2 separate regions of the Mus musculus genome follow, and region 1 is linked to region 2. The links are chromatin contacts, called in public Hi-C maps. All regions are on one chromosome and are shown on one strand. The core of a region is the stretch at or near the end of the contact, and the rest is flanking DNA. Distances in the headings are between cores, read along the strand shown.

Region 1 (7,431 bases), core at 2,484-4,983, 110 kb before region 2:
ACATTTTCCATTCATGTTGCTAAGCTACCCTTCATAAAGCTCACCACTCCACACCAGCCAGGAACAGATGGCAGCCTTACGCAGAATCCTTTCCACACATGCTGCTGGTGATTCTGCACAGCTCATTGTCTCCTTTCTGTCTGCTTAAGTGTCCATGTTGGCTGTTGAAGAGTATGAGGAACTGCAAGTGAACCTGGAACTGGAGAAGGACCTTCGCAAGAAAGCAGAGTCTTTTGCACAAGAGGTGGGTATGCTACAGAGAACAGGGAACTTCGCAGAACACCCGTGGGCAAAATAAAGCTGAATGATATGAAGGGCAATAGTGTTCCTAGCGTGGTAGGCTGACTCATTTACAACTCATTTACAGAAGTTACATAGTTTGTAGGGACCTACAAGAGAGCCATGTGAGGCTTCCACCACCAATGACAAATGTTTTAGGAGATGGCAATGAGGGGACTTATATCTAAGTATCACAGCTTATACACATACATCAGATTTCCCTGGTGTACCCCGTAAATATTCACAGCTGTTAGGTGTCAACTGAAGATTTTAGAAAATGTTTGACTAGAACTTGGAGGTTTTAAACAAAGCATCCTGGCCAGGTGGGAGCTGCTGCGTCATGACTTTAAGTCTCCTGACATTCATGGGGAAGAAGGCATGGGTTGAGATTTGCTAAGTCTGTCACTGTACACAACCTCCAAGCCATCTCCGTCCTCTTAGAGCTTCACTTCCACTGTCTGTAAAATAGAGGCCCTTGCAAATGAAATCAGGGAGATTTTAGAGTGCAGTAGAACGTACGTGTGTGTGTGCGTGTATGTGCATGCACATAGAGGCCAGGGGTCTTCCTCAGTCACTATCCACAGTGTCTCTGACTAACACAGGGATTGGTCATATGGTAGGCTAGCTGACCAATGAATCCACTTGTCTGCGATTATAATCATTTGCCACTGTGTTCCCAATTTTTGCAGGGGTTCTGGGGAATTGAACCTAATTCTTCTTACTTGCACAGCAAATGCTTTATAAATTGAGCTATCCTTCCAAGCCAAAATGGAGTAACTTTTAAGAGTACTTTGTAGGCAATATAATGCTACACGAGAAAAAGGCTTTTCATGGAGAGACCTATAACACGTGGTGGTGACTGGCCAGCTTGAGTGCGGAATGCCTAACAGCCTTGAGAATCTGGGCTTTGTGACCGTGTCATCTTAGATGATGGTGTCATAGTATCTACCTTTCTCTCCTGGCCATCGTCCGGGGCTCTCATTCTGTGAGTTGATTCTTTCATCGCTAATGGAATGTTGCCATGTTGAACACCCATTACCTCAGCCACTCGTCAGTGCAATGATTTATCTCTCAGGCTAGAGGCAAGCTTTGAGCGTCTCTGTTTCCACCTGACCCTGTTGACATTCGAGTATTGGGCATTCCATGGCTCTGGAGCTGGTTTCCAGGGGAATGACCTGTCACCAGGTAGCCGAACTCAAACATCGAGCTTCGCTGAACAAGAGCTCTGCCTCTATTGGAATTTTGAGCCTGAGTGTAAAGAATTTTGTGTTGAGGGGAGGCGGCTAAGGAGCTGAAAGTGGTCCAGGAAGAGGTTTCCAAGGGGGAGGACAAAGACAGCATGTTGCAAGAATGACATTTGAAAGTTGGATTGTGTTTCTGTTTTGTTATTATATTTATTACACTATATTTATATTACATCTTTTGTTTTGTTTTGTGTTCTTGTGCCTAAGCATAGCTAAGCTAACATTGACCTCCACAGAAGGTCTAATCTAGGCTTCTCTGATTTGAAATCATTGTGATCAGTTTTATTCAGAGAGTTTGAGGGAAGGCAGATAGATGGATATCGCTCTCTGTTGACTTGTAAGAAAGGAAAAAGAATTGACATGTGTCCAAGCCCTCTGGAACAAAATCTGTGTGATTATAAATGGTGCCAGTAAATTGACTATGGAAAGGGCGGGTAGGGAAGACGAGGAGACCTTAGGTTGATTGAGAGTGACCTGAGTAGCAGGGTCTTACCAAGCCGTTTTCATTTCCTGCATGTTGTTTGCATAATGATATCAGAACGCAAAGTACAAAGCAGCTCAGAGGACAACTTAGAAGGCTCCACAGTGCCAGAGAAGACAGGAGGAGGAGTAGGGAAACAGGCAAGTGAAGGATTTCCACAGGGTCAGCTGTCCAGGCGAGAGTCCTTGAGATGCGGGGACAGTGCAGGCACCGTGCTGAACCAGCATGAGGAGGGGAAGCTGACCTGGGAGGCCTCTGCGACTGGCAGCATGGGTGTGTGCAGCAGTGCTCCACATTCAGATTTAAACTCCATCCTGAGATTTAAACCACCATTGCTGAGAAGAAAATCTCGGGCTTTGACACATGACTACCGCTAAGGGCATGAGACTTGTTTCACAGGAGACTGGCTTACTGTTGCATGTTGTGCCCAGTACCAGACTGGTACCATAGACAGTTGTATGTTAAAGATGAGATGCTTACTGTCCACAGTTTTAGAAATATACATCGAGGTTTACTTGTTTTATGAATTTAATTGCAACAGGAATTCATGTGCTTATTTAAAAAAACACACAGCCACTCTAAACACGTAAAACAGAAACTGACAACTTCCTTCTTTTTGTATTCATTTATTTAAAATAAAACCAAAGCCTGTTCCTTCTTAACAAGAGGAGTCAGTTGTGTCCAGAGCTGTGTTCTTAAATTTTCCATCTACATATTACATTTTTTAGAAAAATTTACTTATTTGTGGTGTGTACATGTGATTATGTGGGGTCTTTTGTGTGTTCTGTATGGTTTGTGATTGTGTGCTATGGGTATTCTTTATGGTGTGTATATGTGATTGTGTGTGTTGTGTGTGTTTTCTATTGTGTGTATATGTGATTTGTGTGTTATGTGTGTTTTCTATTGTATGTATATGTAATTGTGTGTGTTGTGCGCTCTCTATGGTGTGTGCATGTGATTGTGTGTGTGGTATGTATATGTGACTGTGTTGTGTGTGCTCTCTATGGTGTGTGTATGTGATTGTGTGTTGTGTGCTCGCTATGGTATGTGTATGTGATTGTGTGTGTTGTGTGTGTCCTTTTCCTCCACCCACATGGGCTCTAGGGCTTGATCTCAGGTCTTCAGGCTCATGCAGCCAGCCAGCACTTTCATCCACTGAGCCATTTTGCCAATCACATTTTAAAGTTTTAATGCAATTTTCTTTTACTTTTCAATGTGATTTTGTTCTTGTTTTTTGTTTTTGTTTTTTCCCATTCAGTTTCCTTTCCTGAGTAATTTGGACATTGTTGGAGTATTGCTGTGAATTCTGTATAAGCATAAGGGTTTTTGTTGTTGTTGTTGTTCTCACTCTTATCCTTCAAAAAGACATGTGCGGTTTCTTAGAAATTCTGAGACCTATGGTGTTCTTCTTCTGGTAAAAGACCGCTCTCTGACTCTAATTGAGGCATTCTTGCCACAGCAAAACCAGACTCATTGGTGTTTGGTGATGGAATGAACGTTCTAGGGGAGGGCTCTCTTAGCTTGAACTTTAGCACTTAAATTTAGGGAAGGTAGCTTTTGGTTTTGTTTTCTCTCTTGAGATAGTCCCATGTTGCCCAGGCTGTCATCAGACTTGATAGGTAGCTGAAGATAACCTTGAAACCCTCCTGATTCACCTGTCTCTTTCTCCGAGTATTGGGATTACAGACATGTGCCATTGTTCCCAGCTTTGGTGATACCAGGAATTGAATCCAGGCAGGACTGTGCGTATGTTAGGCAAGCACTCTACCAAGTAGGTTACTGCTGGTTGGGACATGCTACGGGGGTTTTGAGGAAGAAATTCACACTAGGAGGATTTTTCAGAGGTAGTTTTACTTGTTTGTGTTCAAAATGCCATAGTCAGTGTACTTTATCCTCGTGTGGTGTTAAGCAAGTTTTCCAGAATGTTTCTCTTTCCCAAGAAAAGCAAATTCTGGAGCGTCACGGAGTAAGAATGGTGCAGTGCCACGGCGCAACTCATAGTGACAGGGAGTGGGTGTCCCCGCTTGATCTCCAGACTCTGTGCTGTAGCTGCTTTGCCAGAGCAAGTGCAGCAGAAAGGAACCTGAAGCTTTGCTTCAGCCACCCTTTGTGTGATTCCTGGGGTAACGCGAAGCCGGTGAGGGAGCCTGGCTAGTTACATTTTAATAGAGGGGAAAAATATATCAAAATTATTGTAATAATGTAACTAAAATAATTCATTTCAGCTAGACCCTGCTCAAATATTCAAGACACTGTGTCAATCTTTAATAATTAACTACCCTGTTGGTTATAGTCTGAGTCTCCTGTGCAGAATACCTTGGCTAATGGCCATGTGGCTGTCTCTGTGCCTTTAACTCTTCCAAAGAGGAGGTGATGCTGAAGGAGTATGGATTCCATGTACTATGCAGATTGTGTTTCACCAGGCTGGAGAGGTGGCTCAGCAGTTAAGAGCACTTTCTACTCTTCCAGAGGACTTGAGTTCAGTTTCCAGAACCCACATCAGGTGTCTCAAAACAATCGGTGTGACTTTAACCCCAAGGAACTATGTTCCCCCTTTTCACCCTGTGCAGATACCCTTGTAGACATATACATGCACACACAGAGACACACTTGCACACATAAATAATAAAAGTAGATCTTTTAAAACTGTGTGTTCTACCTGTTCTGAGCTGGTGCATATCTGAATTTTGCACAGCACTATAGCTGCTTCCTAGGCTTCTCTGCACAGAAAAAGAATAAAAGCCCAGTCAGTCATTGTGTGTGTGCAGGGGCGGAGGTACATCTGTGTGCAGCTTATACATGTTTGGAGGCCACAGGTCAACACTGGGTATGTTTCCACCTTGGTTTTTGAGACAGGGTCTCTCATTGAACCTGGAACTCACTGATTGGCTGGACTGAGGGGCCACCAACCTTAACCCCCTTCTAGCCATTTTTTTTCTCCTTCTGGGACATTGGAAAGAAAACATGAATGTGTTTGTATTATACAATTTGTTGTGAGTTTGATTGACCAGGACTAAGCTTGCAGACTGTGTAAATCACTATAGTTCTAGTCTTTTCACACAGAGGTTTGTAGAAATTTTATTTGGTCCTGAGTTACATTTGCTGACATTCATGTTATACAGCAGATGAGGTTGCATGTGTGCTCTATGTTGAGCCATCTTACTGTGCACACCTTACATACAGTTAAGCTACAGTGTCAATATAAGATGCAGTAAGATCCTGACAGTGTAACTCTTTGCTGGTCTGAGACTTCTAGTCTGTGAAATAGATCATGCTTTGAATTGTCCACCATCCCACTTGGTGTGACAATGGAGAAAATAAATAACAGACAAATAGAAAATAATGCTGCCGTCAATTTTGTCAGCGTGAGAGAATTAGCAAGTCCTGTTCATAAGCAACTCGATAAAATGTTCAATAGATGTTAATATTGTCTCCTCTTCTTGGAACGCCTCTTGTGAACTGTTTCATCACTGGGGGAAACTAACCAGTCTAAAACAGTCTAATAAAGAGCAGAGGGGGTGAGTCGGGTGGTCAAGAGGCTTGGCTTGCAAATGAGCCTAAGCTCTGTCCTTGATACCTGAGCATCCTTGGGGATCCTTGTTCTCGCTGAGCCTTGGCTTCCTTATCAGGACAATGTGATGGTCATGTATCTATTACCATGTATTAGCAGTGTTAACTGGATACAGGGTGACATCTGCCATGTTGCACAGTGGTTAGTGAAGGTTTCCTAGCCATAGTAGAGAAGTCGGCGAAAGTAAAGCATAAAGAGAACCCCCCCCCTGGGTGGGGGGCACAGACATGTCACTTGTAGTATTGATGTATTTTAAGCCAGTAGGAGAGCATTTAAAATCAAGGTGTATAGCTGGATTGCTGTATCCACACCTTGCTTGGGGTAATGACTTTGGTCTTGAAGTTCATGGGAAGTTGGGGACTGCATTGTGGCTGCTCAGGAGCTCCTACCTCAGGCATTTCCTTCAGTGTCCTCAAGAGCTCCACCCACTGCCATTCAATCTGCACAGGGGAGCTGCATGGTTGGGGTTGGTATATACATTTTTGTAATTGACTTTCACAGATGTTCATTGAACAAAACAAACTGAAGAGACAAAGCCACCTTCTGCTGCAGAGCTCCCTTCCTGACCAGCAGCTTTTGAAAGCTTTAGACGAAAACGCAAAACTTATCCAGCAGCTTGAAGAAGAGAGGATCCAGCATCAGAAAAAGGTAACTGTTTTTATTCTGCAGCTGTAGACACACACACACATGTACATACACATGCATGCATATACATGTGTGTATACAGCATACATGCACACACATGTACACACAGGCACATACACCCACTTGTATGCACACACCACACATAACCACAGCATTCATACCCACACCATACTACACACACCACATATACACATACATACACATGCATGAATACTCACATGTGTACACAACATACATGCACACACATGTACACACAGGCACACCCCCCACATGTATGCACATACCACACATACTTACACCATACATACCCACACCACACTACACATACCACATATACACATGCAGACACATGCATGTATACACACATGTCTGCACAACATATATGCACACACATGTACACACAGGCACACATACCCACATGCATGCACACACCACACATACCCATGCCTCACTACATATACCACACACATGTACATACACATGCATGTATGCATATATGTGCACACACCATACATGTATGCACATGTACACACAGGCACACCCCCCACATGCATGCAAATACTACACATACCCACACCATACTTCACACACACACACACACACACACACACACAGTCTGCACAATCACACATTAAAACAATCACACATTAAAACTGTGGCCTTCTAGAGGTTCATATTTTGCCTTGCTTTTTAAGTCCTAAACATCTTTGAGAAAACAATAGTTACCAAGTAAATTTTGTGTACTGCTCAGCTAAAGTTTATAGCCTACTGACATGGAGTCTTTAAAATGAGTTTGAAAAAGCAAAAACAAGGATTGTAGCCTCAAGTCTCTTTGAAAATGGTATGGTTTGCAGAGATGACTGAATACACTTAGGAGAATGTATTGGTCTCACAGAGCTTGTTGAAGGGACATTGACCTTATTCTGAGAAGGAAGGAAAGGAAAACCTGTCAGTAGTCATTTCTCTCTTAGTTACAATTTCTAACCATGCAGACTTACATAGATATCTGTAGGGCTTCTTAGCTCTTTATTCAGTTTCCAGTTAATGCAGCCCAGGTCCCTCTGTGCCCTTGTGATAGGGGAGAGGAAAGGGAAGAGGTGGAAGAGAGACTCACAGGTGCCACCTCAGAGTGATGACATCAATATTTATAGGTCCTCACATCAGAGCAAAGGTCCCGACACATCTCCAGTTTTGTTACATCTTGCAGTAAG
Region 2 (7,174 bases), core at 1,664-4,163:
AAAGAAGAAACACTGAGGCTGTCATGGGCTTTTGAAACCTCAAAGCCCACCCGCACTGACGCCCCCCCCCCCAATCCTTCCAAAATAGTTCCACTAACTGAGGACCAAGCATGCAAACATGTGAGTCAATGGGGCCATTCTCATTCAAGCCACCACACCTGACAACAGGCCTCTGAGTTGTTGAAGTAGGCTGTTGTCGTCATCATCATCATCATCATCATCATCATCGTCACCACACCACCACCACCACCATCATCATGATCATCACTATCACTGCCATCATCATTATCACCACCATCATCATCATTATCATCAGTCATTACCAGCAGCAGTAGCAGCAGCCATGCTAACATAACCCAATACTTATTCGGTATCAGTTCGCTTCACTGGACTCTTCTGTTCTACCATCTTATTCTCAAAATGCCGTTTTCAGAAGTGGGGAAATTAAGACTTCAAAAAAGTTGATCAAACTCAGGTGGGAAGAGCAAGACCTGGTGTTGAGTCTGAGCATGTCTGACTCCAAGAGCTTCTGTCTTCTAGAAGGTCTAGGGTATGTGTGTGCCAGGGCAGTGCCATTAAGATAATGGTGGTCTGTGCTGGTGTCCCCCTCCCACCCCCCAAAATAGTTGCCTGGTCAGTTGTGTGGAGGAAGCATCTACTGGGTTTTAAGGTAAGCCTGTTGAGTTGTAGCTTGGTGGATTTTATCGTCTGGCTTTTCAGGGAGCAATGTTGACAGTGACAAATCTGGACACAGAAGGAGAGTCACGATGGGTAAATGATGTCCACCCCAGCAGTGAAGTCCAGAGATCTGCCATTCTTTTGCTTACATCTAGGAAAGAGCCCAGAACAGAAGTTAAAGGCTACACCGTGATCACGGATCCCTCCAAACCTGTAGCTAAACTCTCTAGAAAGATAAAGTCACTTCTGGGATCCTCACTTCAAGTACAAGGCACGCGGTGGCCACGCCCACCTTCCTCACTTCATATGGAAACGGGAATGATCTACGGACAGGCTTGGAATGAAGGACTGAGAATGTGTTGTGTAGATAATCAAATATATAGGTAGAGTAAATCAAGGCCAAAAAAAAGCAGATCCAGGTGCCACAAAACACAAGTTTTATTGCTTCTATAAACCTAGTAACCTGGCTCTTGGCAAGGTAACACAAGACACTCAACTTGGCTAACGAGGAGTTTTCTGATGAGTGGATTGCCTCCCAAAGCGAGAGATGGTATTGGGTAGGGTGGGCTTTCAGCAGGGCAAGAAGCCTGCAAGCTGCCCTCCCAGGGTCTGGCACTGAGTCTGCTTGGGCACATCCCAAGCCCTACAATCCGTAGTTAAAAGAGCCTACCGGGAAGCTCAAAGACGGTGTTTATGAATCTCTACCGGCTCATTCAGTCTCTGCATCTGTCTTCACACACTCCCCTCTGTGTTTACCCATTGCTACATATGTCCTTGACAAAGGCGCTTGTTACTGGACTTAGGATCAGGTATCCCAAGATGATCTCCTAACCTCATGTTTCTTAACATGGTTACATCTACAGACACCCTTTCCTGAATACAGTGACATCAACAGGCCCCCAGGGGTTGGGGATAAACATCTTTTTGGCAGCTGGTGCCTCACTGTGTCACTCCAATCTGCCACCTTTGACATTAGTGACAGAAGTGTAAAGATGGGAGGGACCCGCCTGTGTCTGAAACAGGCTCTTCACACTTCCCCTCTATGGCTCCTTGGCATGTCTGCTCTATGGCTCCTTCATCTGGGGGAGTCTGTGGGGCAGGATCATTTTTTCTTTGTTTTACAAACAGGTAAACATTATGGCCTTTGGAAAACTGAGTATCTTCTATGGTGTTTGTCTTACATCTTTAAAATGATGCTGGGAGCTCACTGTTGTCTAAAATACTCAATATTCCCCAAATTCGTTGTGCTGTAATACCACAGCAAGGTAGATTTCTGGCAGCTTTGTGCCTATCTCTTCTGGTCCTTGCCACATTTGCTGGCACGTGGGTTCAAAGTCAAAGCCACAGGTATCTCTACATCCCCTGGATCACCCTCTCGTTTTCATCTTCAGTCCCCAGTGGATCACAGGGATGACAGATCATTTAAGGCCAAACGTGCACGCCCAGATAACCTCCTGGGGTTCCCATGAGGTGTTCACACTTAGGCGACCAGGGTGAGTGCAGATTTCCAGTCCAGCAATTCTTAAACCCCTACGCACTACAAAGTGTGTAGCAGTAACACCATGACACCTTTTCTAATTGTGTTTTAATTGAAAAGGCTTGATTTGATTACAGAAGCCCACACTGTGGTTGAAGGGCTTGTTAAAACACACATTAAATCGGAAAGACTGCACTGTTTGCCTGTGTAATTATGTAAACACTCACGTCAATGGGGCTGCTGGCTGTCAGCAGGAGTGCTCTCTCGGCAGCCTGGTGGCAGACTGGCACTGCCGATCACTGACAGGTGAATTTGCCTTTTTTTTTTTTACTTTATTATTGTTATTATTATTATTTGATTTCAAGGACAATCACGAGTTGCTATCTCCCCAACCCCACATCTGCCACAGGCCAGCTTTTTTGTTTCACATCCTTTATGTCCATTTTTCTGTGAAAACACCTTCTGTGTTCTCATCCCTGGAGACGAGAAGAAAATGGGCCACACAGTTAAAGGTTTAGGTTTCCCGGCAGCTGAAACCATCCAGGGATTAAAGGAGGGAAATCCACCTCAACCGTAGTGTTAACATAGGCACAGAACTCTCCGAAGATTCCCCGAGACTTTAGTGGAAAGCCTACTAAGTTTACCAGGGATAAGAGAGGGATTTACCGCAAAGCAGACTGTGCTGAAGGCTGACAGTGCTTGCCGATCTTTGCTGAAGTTAGGGGTAAAAAAAAACGAAACCTTGATCAGAGCTGTCATGGAGACGCTACTTCCGCCTGCTGGACAGTTGTTCCACGCCAGCCTCTGTGGAGGAAATAGGACTCTCGGTCGCCCCAAGAAAATAAGAGGTGAAAATGGGCAGGCAAATTATGCACTTCCAGTGGCTTTGAAGGGAGCATTTACTGAGGGAGAAAATTGTTTTAATCTTATAACAACCAGGGAGGGGAGTTTGTTAAAAACACAGAACACCTACACACACACACACACACACACACACACACACACACACACACACACACACACACACGCGCATGCACACACACTTAATTTTGTTGCATAGGAACACACAATGGTTTTTTCCCACAGCTGTGCCTGATGCCTCTCCTAGTTGGGGAGGGGGAGAGGGATGTCTTGCTGTAGCTTGAGGGAGGGGGAGGGGAATAGAGTTGAGGATTGTGGGGAGAGAGTTGGAGTTGCTGAACCCCAGGGAGCCAGAGAGACCAAAGCCCAAGTGGGATGAAGCTCTCTAGCTCCACCTGGAAACAGGGAACAGATGATTTGCCCCAAGTTTTGCTTTTTAAAGATCCAACCTCTTACATCACAGGGCACCAGGGAAGCCTGGTTACACTTAAAAAAAAAAAAATGGCTTTAATTTTATGTGTATGTGTGTTTACGTGTGTGCATGTGTGCACTTGTGTGTGGGAGTGCATGCATGTGTGTATGTCCATGCAGAGGATGGCTAATAAGCTGGCCAGCCAGAAAGCCCTAGGGACCCTTCTAGCTCAATCTCCCTAGTGCTGTGATTGCAGGCACTCCCTATTGCATTCAGTTTTTATATGGGTACCAGGGATAAACTCGGGTCCTCATGGTTGCTAAGCAAGTAGGTTATCAGCAGCACACCAGCCAAAATTCTCCTTACCAGAGGAATGCCTGGCAGAACTCAGCCCATCAAGTTGTTTGCCGAGATTAGCACCTGCAGCAGTCTAACTAGCTTACAAGGCAAGAATATACCCAGAACTTCAGGAAAACAGTTCTGGAGATGGCAGGCAGAGAGAGGAAAATAAAAATGGTCAGTGGTTTGGAAGGAAAGCCCATCCACTCCACTTTCTGTGGGAGCAGAACTAATGGGCAGGATGGTAACTAAAGGCTACAATGTAGGCATTCTTATCGTTCCCGTGGATTCAGGAAATGCCCAGGCCAAGCAAGAGCACAAGAGCTGTCACGCAGGTCACGGCCGGGGGATGATGGAGAGACCAGACCGTTTGCTCCATGGGCTTACTGGTTTGGATCTTTGTCTGGGGGACTTTCTGGTGGGTTGCTTGTGTCATTTTGGAAAGAGTGGGGGGTAGGTGAATGTTTCAGTAGTAGCAGAAGTGTCCAGATTAGGAGGGCGTTACAAATGGCCTGTTTGTGTGAAACCGTTCAGGAATGGCGCGTGATAGCAAGCAAACAGGGGGAGGCTTGGTGCTTGATCCTCCCCAGAGCCTGTATCCTACTCAAAGACACACCTCATTCTCAAACATCTAGTTTCTGGAAACGTAGTGACACTCCTATCATTTTCAAGACTCGACCATATCATCCAAGAAGGGTTCTACCTACCAGGAGACAAAAGAACAGACCCGGCACAGAACCCCCAGGTGCTGGTGGTGTCCCTGGACTCTTGTATTGAAGGCAGGTGTGATCTAAACGATTGGGGATCGTGTCTGTGCTTTATAAGAATGTTCTGACTTCGCCCAGCAGAAGCCGTGGGTGTTAGATACCAACACAGATCGTAGAACCTGGATCCAGGCTGTGGGGTCCTCCTCTTTCACAGGAGTTCTCTCTTCAAGCCAGCTCTCATTCTCTCCCCGTGCCCCCATGCTCCCCAGGTTCTGCGGGAGTGGGTTGGTGCATGCAGAGATGAGCGTTGAATACTCTCTTCGAGGAAGTGCTTAGCCACCTGCTTGTGTTCTTTCTGCTGACCGTGCTGCCCCACCTTGAGTGTGCAGTCTTTGTACATACTGTGTCCCGCTGACATTTGTGCACAGCAGCATGTCATGGAACCCCCCACCTAGAGATTCTGCGTTCATGCCACGAGCGTGCATCTGTGGGCACAACATAACATGTGAACCTTTAACTTCTCATCTCATAGAAATGGAGATTGTGCCCAACTGTTTTCTCCAAGGTCTGCGACAGAAACGAGTGCTCTTAAATATGCATGTCCAAGTAGTTTTGTAAACCAGCTTCCTAGATGTGGGATACATGGATTGGTCGATTTTACATGTGGACAGATATTGCCTAATTGGGTTCACCCTCAGGGTGATGCATGAGCATGCCTGTTTCTGTCCTTCCTAGTCCTACAAACCCCTAAAAAGTGTTCATCACATGTTCTGTTATGACAGTCTTTTCTCTTGTGCTTCTTAACTAGGTAGGCATTGCACAGGGCCACTGTTGATGCCACAGGACTGGCATCTGTAGGCTGCAGCCAATAAGATCTCTACAGTAGTTCCAGAAAGTTCTCTCACTAGTGTCCTGTCTCTTGGGTGATCCTGGCAATCCCATTAAAAGCACTGTTTCGGGGGCTGGCAAGAAGACTCAGTGGGTAAAGTTATTGTCTTGGTTAGGGTTTTATTGCTGAGAGCAGACACCATGACCACAGCAACTCTTATAAGGACAGCATTTAACTGGAGCTGGCAGGAGCATGGCAGTGTCCAGGCAGGCATGGTACAGGAGGAGCTGAGAGTTCTGCCTCTTCATCTGAAGGCCTCTAGGAGGAGACTGGCTTTCAGGAAGCTAGGACAAGGGTCTTAAAGTCCCCGCCCACAGTGACACACCATGTACATCCTAGAGACACACTGGGCCAGTCTTGGGGCCAGAGCAGGTATGACCATTGGCCTTGCCTCTGTGCACTTCAGGGCAACAGCTCTGAGCAGTTTGGGGTTCTCTGGTAAGGGAGTCTGGTGTCAGTTAAACTTAGTTTTGAGATGGCCAAAAAAGTTGAGCTGTAGCCTCCTTTGAACAGAAAGGTGAGAGCTAATTTTCTTTTGAGGCAACATCTTACTATGCAGCCCAGGCTGGCTTCCATCTCTTGGTCCTCCCAACTCAAATGCCTGAATGGCAGGATCATAGTCCTGTACCACCACACCTGATGGGTATATATAAACATTATGCATGCATGTATGTATGTATACATAAATATACACATACACACATATATATGTGTATATATTATTATTATAAAGGTGCCTTTTCATTTTGAGATATTTGTACAGGTTACTGGGGTAGAACAACCAGAGGCCGCACCCTTTGTAATACAGAAAATCACAAACATCATTGTTCTTTAACCCCAGAGAGACCTTTACATAACCACAGTTATGGTCAAGACCAGCAGATTCTCTTGCCACAGTGGAAGTGGTGACACCATATTTGGTCTTTTCTAAGTTTCTGTATTCACCTTTACTTTCCCCCGTTTTGCTTTTCAATGAAGTCTCATTGCTTTTTGCTTGCTTGCTTTGCTTTGTGTGATGCTGGGCTCCCGGGGCTGAGCCCAGGGCTTCCTGTGTGCCAGGGAGATGCCCTTCTTCTCCCGAGCTGCCGTCTCCAGCCCGCCTACGGCGAATAGTTCTATACTTGATCACAACCCCATGAAGTTCTCCATAAAACTTTTCACGCTTAATGCAGACTAGATTCCTCTGGGAGAAATGCACTTTTCCTCGGTGCAGTTCATTTCTGTGGTGGTCGTGTCCTTCAGAGCTCATGCTATCCTGGGTCAAGCAGCCTCTGTTGATTTTTTGAGGGGATGTTCAGATGCTTGGGGTTCACTCTCCAACCTTTCCTTGAGCTTTAACATCCAGGATGCCCTTTGATTTCTGACAGTTGTTGGGGGTAAAATGGATGCACTGGGGCTCAGGCTGGGGCTGGGGCTGGGGCTGGGGCAGGGGCAGGAGCAGGGGCTGGGTTGGAGCTGGAGCCGGGGCAGGGGTTGGGGCAGGAGCAGGGGCTGGGTTGGAGCTGGAGCTGGGGCAGGGGCAGGGGCAGGGGCAGGGGCAGGGGTTGGGCTGGGGCTGGGGCAGGAGCAGGGGCTGGGTTGGAGCTGAGGCAGGGTTGGAGCTGGGGCAGGGGTTGGGACAGGAGCAGGGGCTGAGGCTGGGCCTGGGCTGGGCCTGGGCCAGGGGTTGGGGTTCAGAAGGTAAAGCCAGCTGGTGAGCAAGAGTAGGGCTGAGGGTTCAGATCGTTGGAACTCAGGCACATGCTGGGGAGGTGGGTGTAGCAGCTTTCCTTAAGTCTAGTCTCAGAAGGCAAAGATTGGATTTCTTGAGC

The links. A called contact is a pair of places that touch in the nucleus more often than the background predicts.
Region 1: a Hi-C map of liver shows a contact between it and region 2, with 3 times the contacts expected there. The contact joins two enhancer-like sites. A contact is called at or near these places in 2 of 39 promoter capture datasets (hippocampal neurons and liver), 14 of 484 Hi-C or Micro-C datasets (the C2C12 cell line, the G1E-ER4 cell line, the N1E-115 cell line and 5 more), 4 of 115 datasets of contacts at active chromatin or transcription factors (bone marrow-derived dendritic cells, bone marrow-derived macrophages, embryonic basal ganglia and 1 more) and 2 of 9 other capture datasets (adipose tissue and embryonic stem cells).

Annotation. Positions count from the first base shown.
Region 1 is chr19:59,020,968-59,028,398 of GRCm38.p6, reverse strand. Shtn1 (shootin 1) reads left to right here. Exons shown (of 17, transcript NM_001114312.1): 8 at 150-244; 9 at 6,077-6,223. Among named protein-coding and RNA genes, the nearest start is that of Shtn1, 51 kb to the left of the region's middle. Within about 2 kb of position 3,733, at least 12 of the 459 cell types and tissues checked have an H3K27ac peak or open chromatin away from gene starts, as enhancers often do. A contact at or near this core is called in bone marrow-derived macrophages and liver, where this site is marked.
Region 2 is chr19:58,914,535-58,921,708 of GRCm38.p6, reverse strand. It overlaps a transcript of Hspa12a not described here. Among named protein-coding and RNA genes, the nearest start is that of Mir3086, 6.4 kb to the right of the region's middle. Within about 2 kb of position 2,913, at least 15 of the 459 cell types and tissues checked have an H3K27ac peak or open chromatin away from gene starts, as enhancers often do. A contact at or near this core is called in bone marrow-derived macrophages and liver, where this site is marked.